2 separate regions of the Mus musculus genome follow, and region 2 is linked to region 1. The links are chromatin contacts, called in public HiChIP or PLAC-seq maps. All regions are on one chromosome and are shown on one strand. The core of a region is the stretch at or near the end of the contact, and the rest is flanking DNA. Distances in the headings are between cores, read along the strand shown.

Region 1 (6,565 bases), core at 821-3,320:
AATCCCAGGGGTATATCCCAAAGAGTCAAACTGCTGCTGTTCTCTTTACAGCAAGACTTGAAATGTTTGGGTTTTTTTTAAAGGCTTTGGGGAAACAAAGTTTCCTTCTACCTTTAGACAAAAAAAAAAAAAAGAAAGAAAGAAAGAAAGAAAGAAAGAAACCTTTCTGAGAAATGAATTTAACATTAACTAGAAAGGAGAATGACTCAACATACAAGATCCAAGTTACCAATCATCCAAAACTATTCTGTATGCTCTCAAAATACAGAATTAATTTACACGTAACAGAGAACAATTTTACTCCTCATCACAATGAAGGGGCTGGTGCATTAGGCCAGGACTCTTTCAAATACCAAAGCCATCCAAAAAGTCCAGAAAATAAGGGCAGAATTTAAAAAAAAAAAAAGTCAATGACCTTATTCCAAGAACCTTTCTTTCTTTTAAAACTAGCAACCTGGTGATTACAGAAACACCTGTGCCTACATTTTTGCAGGGAAAGTAAAAGACCAACCAGGTGGTGGGGAGTATCCACAGTGGTCTCAGAGGAGCTTCAATGTGTTCATTTGTTTCCTCAGGAACTATTCTTTACTAACTTTGGAGGCATAGAAAAGTGTATCTAATTAGGCAGTCACTATAAATCCAACCCTTTCACATACACCAAATGAAAACATTTCAAGTCCTAGAGAAATAATATGTGCAGAATTAACCTTTAATCCCCCCCCCCCCTCCAAGAGCCAAAGGGACAGTAAGTTTGCTGTGAACTTGAGTCTCCTAGAAATGTTAGAAAGGCCATGAAGTCGCATCAACTTGGGGACAAGACCTACATGAGGATGAAAGCAATAGACACACTAACATGGATAAGGAAATCTCGGGGGAGGGGGTCTCAACCCTTGACAAAGAACTACAAACGAGTAAGGAAAGCTGGGAATGGGGGCATAGTCTTCCCCAGAGTACAGTCCCCAGTTGGTTATCCACCATATAGAGACAAGTAGCATTATATGTCCTGAGAAAAAGAGGCCATGAATTTGAAAGGGGGTAGGGGATATGGTTACACCGAAGGGGTTAGGCGTAGAAAAGGGAAGGGAGGAAATGATGTTAATTACAATTTTAAAAAGATATATTTTTTTAAGTGCTTTCCCGTGCTGGGAATTAAACCTAACTTCCTGCATACCAGGAAAGTACTCTTAACACTTAGCCCCCTTCTCAGGGGTATCTGTCAAATTATAGAAGACAGAAACGCTACTAACAGATGAACCCAGAAAGAATGCACAAGGACCTGAGTATCACCTGTGGCTTGGGGGATATGCAGGACCTGCAAAAACCAGACCGGTCTGCGCGGATTTAAACTAATTTAGGAGCCTGCTGTACCATTTGGAGTAGAAACCCCGAATCCTTTGAGCGTCTCACCCTCTTCCTTCAAACTACCCAGCAGTCCCAGAAACAACGCCGCCGACACAACCACTGGTTCCTAGGGTGCCAGAAAGAACTTCCCGGGTGCTCAGCGCAGGTGAGGCTGCCTTTCGCTAAGGAGGGACCCGTCTGGAGCTGCAGCTGGAGCTGCAGCTGGGCTGCAGAAGGCCGCCTGCCTGCCACCACCATCAATCGAACCCCTCGGGCCCAGCCCGGGACAACCGGGGTGCCAACTACTGCCGCAGCTGCGGAGCGCTTCACCCGGCCTGACCCGGATTCTGCTCTGCTCCGCGCAGCGCGCGCACACTGGCCACCGCGCCCGCCCGCCCGAACCTCCGCGTCTCCCGGGACCCCGCAGCGAGCCCGGTGCGCGCGCCCGGAGCCGCGGCACGTGTGCGGCAGGGCGGGGACTGTCAGCCGCGTTCCCCAGCCGGGCCGGTCGCCCACTCGCTCGCTCCCGCCCGCTCCCGCAGCCTCACCGCCGCGCCTGGCTGTGTCCGGCTCGCCCTCTGCCGCCCGCGCGCTCCGCTGGCGGCCGCGGGCCCCCGGGCAATTTTTAAGGTCGCCCTGTGGGTCCGGCCCTCGGGCCCTCCCTCCTGAGACCCCCTCCACCAGCCCTCCCTCCGGAGGCCACGCCCTCCTGAGGGCCCGCCCTCTCGAAGTCCCGCCCTACCGGCCCTCCCCCACGCGAGGCCCCCTCCGCCCCTCCCTCCCGAAGGCTGGCCAAGGAAACGGAAATCTGCTCTCCTCGCTGACTGCCGAGCTGGCAGCCTCCGGGAGGACTCACCTTGAGGTCTCCCAGCGTTATCCAGCCCCAGGAGGCTGTGGCTTTAACAGTAAATGGAAAGTACTAGAATGGTAGTGGTGAACTATAAGTTCCCTTATGGGCAGCTTTTTAAATCATCTGTTTATTTGTCTACAGACAGGGTCTCGCATAGCCCAGGCTTAACTTGCTATATGGCTGAGGGTGGTCAGGAACTTCCTGATCTTCCTACCTCCCCCTTCCAAGAGAAGGAATTTCAGGTTTGTTCCACCAGGCTTGGATTTGTGAGGTGGCTGGGATGAAACGTGGGGCTTCCTGCATGCTAGGCAAGCGCTCTGCCAACAGAGCTACATCCCTAGGTTTTAGTTGCTTGTCTGATTGTCTATTTTGTGTCGCTTTAGGTTTCATTCTTTCTCCCCTAAGGAAATCCATTCCCAGGAACATTATGGAAAAGACAACAATATAAGCTGCCGCTGCAGGTTTTATAGTTCCCAGCGATATATTCCTGAGGCTTTAATTAGAAGCTCAAAGTGACGCTGGAGTGAGGGCGCAGAGGTAAAGAACCTTTGATACTTATCAACTTGACTCAGCCTAGAATCAGTAGAGGGATTGCCTAAATCCAGTCAGTCTGAGGATGGAAAGGTCCGTAGCAGCAATGTCTTGATCAGTAATTGATGCTGGAGAGCCCAGCCCACTATGGGTGGTGTCATTCCTCTGGCAGGAAGTCCTGGATTGGAGGGGGGAAAAAAGCATCGTCCAGAGATCAACCAAGAAAGTGAGTCGGTAATCTGTATTCCTACATGGCTTCTGCCTTGACTTCCTGCCTTCCGTCAATCTGGAAGAGAATGCCAAATAAACCTTTTCCAAGCTGCAGTTTAGGCAACAGTGTTTCATTGCTGCAACAGAACGAAACTAAAATTCAGTTCTTAGCCCACATCTGGTAGCGCCCAAGTCCAGCGCTGGTGTGTATCCAGCTCCCCCGTCTGGCTTCTGTAAGCATCTGCAGGTTCCTTCAGGGGTACACACACACACACACACACACACACACACACACTACACATAAATAAAATAAATCTTTAAAAAAGAATCATAAAATCAAAAGGAGCAGGGAATACTTAAGAAAACTGTGGTTCACAGGAGTGATAAAACTATCTTTAACTCTAGCCCTATTCAATTGGAAGAGTCTCAGGGTCATGTGACCCCTACACCACCAGCTTCCCACTCCGCTTCAGCCTCCCTATGAGCCTTTTCACGTTTTTAAAGATTCCTTTAATTCTGAAATTGATGTGTATGTATGAAAACATGCATGCTGGCACCTGTGGAGGCTGCAAGGCAAAGTTGTCCCTTGAACAACAAGAGGTACCAGTGGTGAGCCGTCTTCCTTGTGTGCTTCCTTTATAGTGATGTGTTTGTGTGTCAAGTTGAGGGGGGAGTGTCAATTGTACTGGCTGGTTTTGTGTGTCAACTTGATCCAGGCTGGTGTTACCACAGAGAAAGGAGTTTAGTTGGGGAAGTGCCTCCATGAGATCCAGCTGCAAGGCATTTTCTCAATTAGTGATCAAGGTGAGAGGGCCCCTTGTGGGTGTCCCTGGGCTGGTAGTCCTGGGTTCTATAAGAAAGCAGGCTGAGCAAGCCAGGGGAAGCAAGCCAGTAAGTAACATCCCTCCATGGCCTCTGCATCAGCTCCTGCTTCCTGACCTGCTTGAGTTCCAGTCCTGACTTCCTTTGGTGATGAACAGCAATGTGGAAATGTAAGCTAAATAAACCCTTTCCTCCCCAACTTGCTTCTTGGTCATGATGTTTGTGCAGGAATAGAAACTCTAAGACAAGTGAGTGCTCTTAACTGCTGACCTACCTCTCTGTCCTCTTGAAAACAGCATGTCACAGGCAAAGAACACTGCTCTCATTGGACAACAAAGTGTGTCTCAGGGCTGACTTCCAAATGAACAAACAGTCACACACAGGACTCTCTGCTCAAGGTAATGGTGACTACCCTTGGGATTATGCAAGATATCAGTGTGGCTGGCCAGTAAGGCAGCAGGTTTGACGCAGGTGAGAGGACAGACTGACTGACTACAGGAATCAAACCTTTGTCGGTGTACCAGAATTTCACAATGTGCAGGTTAATGACATCATGGGGCAGGGGGTGGGGGGCAGATAACGCAGTGTGAAACTGGAGTTGCAAGCAAATCACAAACACAGAACATCTTGGATTCAAATGTGCACTTGGTGATCGAGGAGAAAGAAATTAATGCTCTAATTACACATCCTCATACCCACTAAGTATTCTTGACTACTGATAGAACTTCTGTTGCAAACTCCCTTGGGTCTTGTTTGGAGTCAGTACAACCAATCTTTGACACTGAGAAAAACAAACATAGATTTGGATTTCTGTAAAACTATGTGAAAGAAAAGGAGAATGTTGCATCGGTGAAATAGTTGTTAGGACAATGTTTGAAAGGGGACAATTTCTTTTATGTGTTTTTTTCCTTTGGGAATTTTTATGGCATTTGTGGAAATGAGGGAAGGAAAGTCAAATCCCATGTGTATTTTATGAGTCTTAAATGTATATTTTTAAAGGATAAAATATAATGGCAAAATAATTATGGATGAATCGATTACAGTAGGAAACAGTAAGCCATAACTGGAAAAAAAACCTCTCCTCTCATATATTTTAAAACAAATTTGGCTACAGGTAACGTAATCAATTTGTACATGAAAAGATATCAAAAAGTGGGAAAGGTCCCGGTCAGCCATGTCCGGGTCAGATTTTCCAGACTGCCTTTTCCCTAGTGTGTCTAAGACAGCTGGTACTCTGCCGAGTACTTCAGCCTTACATGGGTTATGCAAGTAAGAAGGGGCCATTTTCACACACCGCCTTTTCATCAGAGGGAAGCATATCTCTCCTCCCTGACAGTTCACTGTCAGACTTCACGATGTGTTCCATTGGCCCAGTAGTGGGATCAATGTCTTCTCTCAACAACAATAATAACGATTACAATAATAACAAATGGTGGACAGAGAATAGAATTATTCATAATTCATGTAGAACAGGACCCAACAAACTCATGAAAAGGACCAGCTAGCAAACATTGGAGACTTTTCAGGACATGCTGTCTCTACTGTGCTTTGCCAGCATAGAGCTAGGCACACTGTGGACAAGTTAGCACAGCTGTGTTCTGACAAGATGTAACCTTTGCATGTGGAAATCTCATCTCATATGTGATTGCTTCTGTGTGTGTGTGTGTGTGTGTGTGTGTGTGTGTGTGTACCAAAAGCAATTTTGTTGCATTTACACATCAGAGTCCATGTCTAAGTTTTCCTAAAAGTTTTATAGCAGCAATCTTCTTTACTCAAAAACATTTTATGTGACCACAGGTATTTAGGGAGATAAAACATATATACAAATGTAACATTTACTTATAATAAGCCACAAGTATTTTTAAAATAATTCTTTGGTATGTATATAAGTTTAGCATTTATAAAAGATGAGCACAGCCGGTCAGTGGTGGCACACACCTTTAATCCTAGCACTCGGGAGGCAGAGGCAGGTGGATTTCTGAGTTCGAGGCCAGCCTGGTCTACAGAGTGAGTTCCAGGACAGCCAGGGCTATACAGAGAAACCCTGTCTCAAAAAACCAAAGAGAAAAAGAAAAAGAGAAAGAGAAAGAGAAAAAGGTAGCACATGTTTACATATGAACAAGATGCATGTGCGTATTTATTTTTACATAAGGAATCTTCAGCTGCTCCCACTTCTTGTCCGGGGCGTTTCCTTTGCTCTTCTGCTCTGTCTGGTATTTCTCTGATGCTGCACTCAGGTACAAGAATGCAGCTATGCCTTCTGCACAAGCAGCTCTCATGAAAAGACTCCAGCATCTCATCCAGCTGGCTCTGGGTTTTGGTCATATGGAACAGGATATCTCTGAATTCCAAGGAGCCCTGACTATCAATGGCCAGATCCCCCATGTTTACCAAGTCACTGAAAAGACCTTTGGCAGTGGGAGTCACTCCTACCAGGACTTCCTAATACTATTCCACGTGGTGATGAAGTTGCAGAGGCTGCAGTTGAACTGACTCACTTTCTGGAAAGTTGGTGTGTCTCCTGTGAGTGTGATAGCAATGTGGTCCTGAGTCCTGCCTGGGTCACAGAACCATTTGACAACCAGGGTTCTGAACTGTATAATAGTAAGAGGAGGAAAACTAGCTGAACAATAATTAGAAACAAGCAGACTTCTTGGATACATTTGCCTTTCCGTTCTGTTGACCACAGATGTAGTGTGACCATCTGTCTCATTCTCCTGCCTCTGTGACTTCCCCACAAAATAGACTAGCCTGACATTATAAGCCAAATAAACCCCTTTCTCCCTTAAGTTGCCGTTGTGCACAGTATTT
Region 2 (6,169 bases), core at 1,402-3,901, 540 kb after region 1:
TGTGAGGCACATTCGTCACAGTTCAACATAGGCGTTACTTAGTACAGACCATGCTTTATTCAGAGTTCTCGTTGGCCTCAGTGGCCTTTCTCTGCTTAGGATCCCACCGAACTTTCCATGTTATGTTAGTTATTCTCTTCTGGGTTGTGAATTTCTCAGACTTTGATTGTCTTTAGTATGACCTTGAAGGTTGTGAGTTCAAGTATTTTATCTGTTATCCATCATTAACTAGAATGAGGTAATGTATTTGAGAGTAAGGCAAAGGAGGCAGAGAAGCAAGCACTAGTCTCATCACATCATCTGGTGGGTATTGTATTGTGTGGCATATGGGAGTCAGGTAGAGGACTCCACTTTGCTGTTGGCCTTGGCCCTCCTGGGTTTCTCTGCTGCTGCTGTTACTTTGTTTCCCCTTTTTCCTGGGGAAGAGGAAAGGCATGAGTGCAGATCGGGCTTAGCCTGGGTGTGGCTACTCACTATAGCAGCAGAGCACCTGCATAGGTTACATAGGTCCCTTCTGCTGTCGCCATTAGAAAGGACCTGGTACTTGAGTTTGTAGCACTGTTTTAAACTTAGCGCCTCCCATCCAGCACTGGCCATGTTTGTTGTGTTGCTCCTGTTTATACTCACAGTATCATCGTCATGGCGAGTTTCTTTTGTTTTAAGTGCTTTCTGATAGTACAAGGTCCTACAAATTTATCTGAAATATTTCTTGCCTCCGCTGCAGAATCAGCCCTTCTCTAAGGAGCAGAGCTATTTTTACTCTAACTTGAAAATTCTCAGTAGATTTTGAAGTAGAGAAAAATTAAAGTGATTAACTCTCCTGTTGATTGCATGATCATAAAGAATGTATCTTTGCAGCCGGGTGTGGTGGCAGAGGCAGGCGGATTTCTGAGTTCGTGGCCAGCCTGGTCTACAAAGTGAGTTCCAGGACAGCCAGGGCTACACAGAGAAACCCTGTCTTGGAAAAACAAAAACAAAAACAAAAACAAAAGAATGTATCTTTGCCATCCTAGGGTTTATTTCTCCAGTTTATGTGGTAAAACAAGTATGCTATTTTCTTGTGTAAAAAACACTAGTATTGGGTGTTAGAGAGATGGGTCAGTGGTTAAGGTACTCACTGCTCTTCCAAAGGTCCTGAGTTCAATTCCTAGCATCCACATGGCAGCTCACCACTGTCTGGTGTGCAGATGAACATGCAGACAAAGTACCCATGTACATAAATACACACATAAATAAAATTTAAAAAGTAATTGTAAATAAAAAAGTAAATGTGTAGAAAACACACAAAAAATATTGTAACAGCCAGTGAACTTGTATGCAAAGTACTTAGACAGTCTTAAAATTTACTGAAGGACGCTCAGGATTATTTTATGGCCTAGATGTATGACCTTGCATAAGTGCTAACCTTTCTAGCCTCTGTACAAGGATGTGATTCAGTCATTCCTGGGCTGTTGTCTCTGTAGCTTGGTGACATCACTGTGTTATGTAAGCTATTAGGTCAGCCCCGTGTCAGTGTGTGCTGTGTGCGCCAAGTCTCAGGCCGTGCTGCTGTTTTCTCTTCTCTGTCAAGTGAATGCATTTCTGCTCTGCGTTTGTGTGCTCTGCTCTAGCTAGTTTCCCCAAATGGCGTGCACATTTATTGATCTGCTAATGCATGGTGATGTATAAGATGGAATGTTTCTATTCCTTTTGCTCTTGAACAGAAGTAGAGGGCGTAGTCTCTGAGGCACTTTAGCATTAGAGCAGGTGGCGCTGTAAAGTGTAAAATGTCGATGAGCTGAGAAGATGCACCAACACCATGTGCTCTCTGGACACTTGCTCTTCATATCAGAGCGGGCCTTAGTGCCCAAAATCTGTGCGGATTTTGTTGTTCCTCCCCCTTCCCCCCCTTCCCCATTCCCCTTCCCCTCCTTCCCCTCCTTCCCCCTTTCCCCCATCCCCCTTCCCCCTTCCCTTTCCTTCCCTTCGCGCGCGCGTGCGTGCGTGAGTGTGTGTAAGAGTACATGTGTATGTGTTGGTGGGCTTGCACTTGGTGGGTGTGTAGAGGTCAGGGGACATTTCTAAGGATTTAGTTCCCCCACTTGTATATGGGATCCAAGGTTGATCCCAGGTTGTCAGGTTGCCCAGTTTGCACAGGAAACTTCACCTGTGGAGCCACCTCACTGACCACACACATCTCTGTGTTCTTAACACTTTGTCTTTACCAGAGTATCTGTTGGCAAACTGCATCTTTGTTTTAAATATGTTAGTTCTGCAAAGCTTTAAAACTTTTATGTTAAAGCAGGGAAAAAAGCTCATTACTATAAATAAAATACCTGCTTTCTTTACTACATAGAAACCGATTCTTCACCGAAGACGAAGAGTCCGCAAGCGGAAACACCACAATAGCAGTGTAGTCACAGAGACCATCTCTGAGACCACGGAGGTGTTAGATGAGCCTTTTGAAGACTCTGACTCTGAGAGACCAATGCCACGACTGGAGCCTACATTTGAGATGGAGGAAGAGGAGGAGGAGGAGGAGGAGGAGAGTGAGCTCTTCCCCAGAGGGTACTTCCATTGCCTGTCCTCACAGGACATCCTTAGGTGTCAGTCCTCCTCCAAGAGGCCGTCTAAAGAGGAAGAGGAGGAGGAGGAGGAGTCAGACGACGCAGATGGTAGGTTTACACACTGTTCCTTAGAGTAGTTTCTGTGTGTCTTTGAAAATAGAGAAGTAATCACTACAGACCCTTCCTTCCCCAAAGGGCTGGGAATGAACACAACTCACTAAGACAGGAAGGGGAAAGGTTGGCCACCTCTGCAGATATGGGGTTTATCTATCCATAGTCACGTCTGCATGTAAACGCGCTTCTTTAACCTGATCTCTTCTTGCTTTGCAGGAAATCTTAATTATTGGAAGGCCTTCCTTTTCACCTAATGTTGCCTAGGTTTTTGTCTGAATCCTCAGTTAAAGGGTGTTGGCATAACTGAGTACTGGATTCTGTGGTCTGCAGCTCGCTGAGTGCCTAGGTTTGGTGCTCAGCAGCTCTGGTAACTGAGTGACTGAGGAGGAGCCACCTGAGCATCCCTGGGGACCTCTGCCCTCTGTTCAGGAACCTTCCTGAACCATGCGTCTGATGGTGTTTACTCGCAGAGTAATCTCTTCCTTCTCGTTGTTTTGTGTTTATCTTGTTTTGTTATTTAAGACTCACTATACAGAGGTCTGACCTGCCTCAGCCTATTTGGTTCTGGGATTATAGGTGTGTACAACCCAGTAACCAGTCGTACATTTCTAATAAGTGACAATGATAACAAAATAAGCTACGTTGTATGGTGTAGCTAACATTCCGTCAATTACTATTAAAATAGACATATTCCCATGTACAGAAGCAGGCTCATTTGAGATGAGCGAGGAAGAAGGCAGGCTTGTTGGGTGCTGTGTCACCTACACCTCCATCATGTTTGTTCTGATGCCTCTGTCAGCCTTTGCATTTTCACAGGCAACTTAGAAGAAATTGTGTTGCCTGGTATTGCTTTGTACTACTTTATTTTATTTTATCTTATTTTATCTTTTGCCTTTTTTGGAAGAGCGTTTTATTTTATTCTCTTAAAATCTTGGCTTCAGACCTAGTACATAGGACCTGTATTTTTCTGACAGAATGTGTAGCTTGATAGTGATGAGCCCTGAGCTCAGACCTAGAATCAAAACCAAAACCTTTGTGGTATGTGTGTGTGCGCGCATGTGTCTATGTGTGTATATACATGTGTGTATATGTATGTTCATGTGTATGTGTGTGAATTTGTGTGCATGTGTGTGTATATTTGTATGTGAGAGAGCATATATGTGTTTGTGCATGAGTATGAGTATACATGGCAGGAGAAGACAGAAGAATTATAAGTGTGTGACACAGTCTGGCTGACCCACTTGCTGTAGCCTCTTAGGTGTTGGAAATCACAGCATACCTCACACAGTTTTCTTATTGTAAGGCTTACTCAATGATGCATGTTTTTAATGTAGTGATGATCATTAAGGTTCTTGCTTTATTTATTATAATAGGTGATGACCCAGTTTTCCTCTTGTTAGATATTGCTGTGTGTCTAGGGACCTGAGACTGTTTTGGTGTGATTGGCACTTGGTGCTGTGCTCTGTCTTGATTCACTTTGTCACAATGGTCTCTCTCCTGTGAGCTCCTATGACCTTGACAGTTCTTACTCAGACTGCTGTTGCCTTTGCTGACTTCCCAGATGTACCACAAACAAACCTTTAATTCTCTCTTCCTCTACATTCATACCCTTCTAAACTTATTAATAACTGAGAATGTATTTAATGCATTGAATTCTACTTTAAAATGATTTAAAGTTTATCTTCTGTGTCTTGCCACAATTAGGAAAAGTAATGCTACTGTTGAATTTATTTCCTCTAAATATAACTTGTCACATTGACCATTTCTTACTTGTTCGGGACTACAGATCAGTGCGTGGTTAAGACTACATACTATGCAGTTGGTCCCATTTAGCACAGTGACTAACAGCTATTCACAGGGGAGGCTTAATTGTGGTCTACAGAATTGCCTTATGATCCTACTTCAAGTAATGATTTTGTGGAAACGAAAGCAAACCAAAGAGGTAACAGAAAGCAAACAGAAGCAGCTGAGGTGTAACTTAAGCGGACACTCCTGCTCCTCTTTACTGCGTCTTCATAGGTGGTAGAATCAAGTTGCCCAGGATTAGCTCACTTCTCTGCCAGGTCACTGTGTTACTTGATGTGCAATCAGTTAGTGTTTTTCCTTAGATTCTTCTGCTGTACATGCTGGTCTCAAAGAAATGCTAGGTCTTGTAACCTCTCTCACTATCTCTTTTCTGTACAGACACTCCTGTCCTAAAGCCAGTATCTCTCTTGCGAAAATGTGATGTGAACAGTGCTTCACTTGAGCCAGATACCTCTACACCTATGAAAAAGAAAAAGGGATGGCCCAAAGGCAAGAGCCGAAAACCTATCCACTGGAAGAAAAGGCCTGGACGGAAACCAGGATTTAAATTGAATCAGGAAATCATAGCTGCTTCTGCACAGGAATGCATAGTTGAGCCCGTAGTCCCCATTAAACCAGGCCGTAAACCCAGAACTCAAGAGAATGAAGAAATTGTTGAGGTAAAGGAGGACTTGCTGGAAGAAAGGAAAGAAGAGATGCACACAGAACCAGATGAGGAGGCCGAAGAGGAAGAGGATACAACCAGCAGTGACATTAGAGCCATGTCCCCATTGGACAGCAGCAACAGCCCTGAGGCAGAACCAAAAGAACCCGAGCCAGAGGAGGAAGACGAGAAGCCTTCGGACGATCAGAGGCAGTCAGAGGAAGAGCCCCAAGAGCTGGAGGAGCAGGAGCAGGAGGAAGAAGATGAAGTGACCACAGAGGCCAACCAGAACGAAGACCATGACGCTGACGATGAGGACGAAGGCCACCTGGATTCGCTAAAGACAAAAGAGCCAGAGGAGCAGCCAGCTAGAGAAGACGACAAGGAGGAGCCTGGCATCCAGGGATCTTTTTTAGCTGCAAACATGCAGGACAGTAGGGAGAATACAAAGGATAAAGATGAGGCTGAACCGGATTCTGAGGAAGACCAGCCTTCCCATGAGGCTTCTGTGGTATCAGAAACCATGCCAGGCTCAGAGGAGGACCATGAGGAAGACTCCAACACTAAGGAAGAGTTAATTGAGCTAAAGGAGGAGGAAGAGATCCCACACAGCGAACTGGACCTGGAGACTGTACAGGCAGTGCAATCTTTGACTCAAGAAGAAAGCAGTGAGCATGAAGGAGCCTACCAGGACTGTGAAGAAACTCTTGCAGCCTGCCAGACACTGCAGAGTTACACCCACACTGATGAGGACCCCCAGATGTCAATGGTTGAAGACTGTCATGCTTCAGAGCATAATAGCCCGATATCCTCCATTCCGTCTCATCCTAGCCAGTCAGTCCGCTCTGTCAACAGCCCCAGCATGCCTGCCCTGGAGAGTGGCTACACACAGATCAGCCCAGAGCAAGGATCCCTGTCCGCACCCTCTATGCAGAACATGGAGACCAGCCCCATGATGGATGTGCCTTCCGTATCAGACCACTCTCAGCAGGTGGTAGACAGCGGCTTCAGTGATCTGGGCAGCATCGAGAGTACCACAGAGAACTATGAGAACCCAAGC

What was found. HiChIP or PLAC-seq counts read pairs in DNA pulled down with a chosen protein or histone mark.
Region 2: an H3K4me3 HiChIP or PLAC-seq map of bone marrow-derived macrophages shows a contact between it and region 1, with 4 times the contacts expected there. The contact joins the enhancer-like site here to the promoter of Slc25a15 in region 1. A contact is called at or near these places in 3 of 39 promoter capture datasets (the C10 cell line, cranial neural crest and pre-B cells), 2 of 115 datasets of contacts at active chromatin or transcription factors (bone marrow-derived macrophages and memory CD8 T cells) and 1 of 9 other capture datasets (liver).

The regions. Positions count from the first base shown.
Region 1 is chr8:22,396,551-22,403,115 of GRCm38.p6, forward strand. Slc25a15 (solute carrier family 25 (mitochondrial carrier ornithine transporter), member 15) reads right to left here and starts at 2,071. Exons shown (of 7, transcript NM_181325.4): 1 at 1,890-2,071. It overlaps 1810012K16Rik (RIKEN cDNA 1810012K16 gene), which reads left to right and starts at 2,171. Exons shown (of 3, transcript NR_045473.1): 1 at 2,171-2,433; 2 at 2,597-2,728; 3 at 2,895-3,041.
Region 2 is chr8:22,933,145-22,939,313 of GRCm38.p6, forward strand. It overlaps Kat6a (K(lysine) acetyltransferase 6A), which reads left to right. Exons shown (of 18, transcript NM_001081149.2): 17 at 2,336-2,654; 18 at 4,845-6,169. Among named protein-coding and RNA genes, the nearest start is that of Ank1, 39 kb to the right of the region's middle. Within about 2 kb of position 2,652, at least 51 of the 459 cell types and tissues checked have an H3K27ac peak or open chromatin away from gene starts, as enhancers often do. A contact at or near this core is called in bone marrow-derived macrophages, where this site is marked.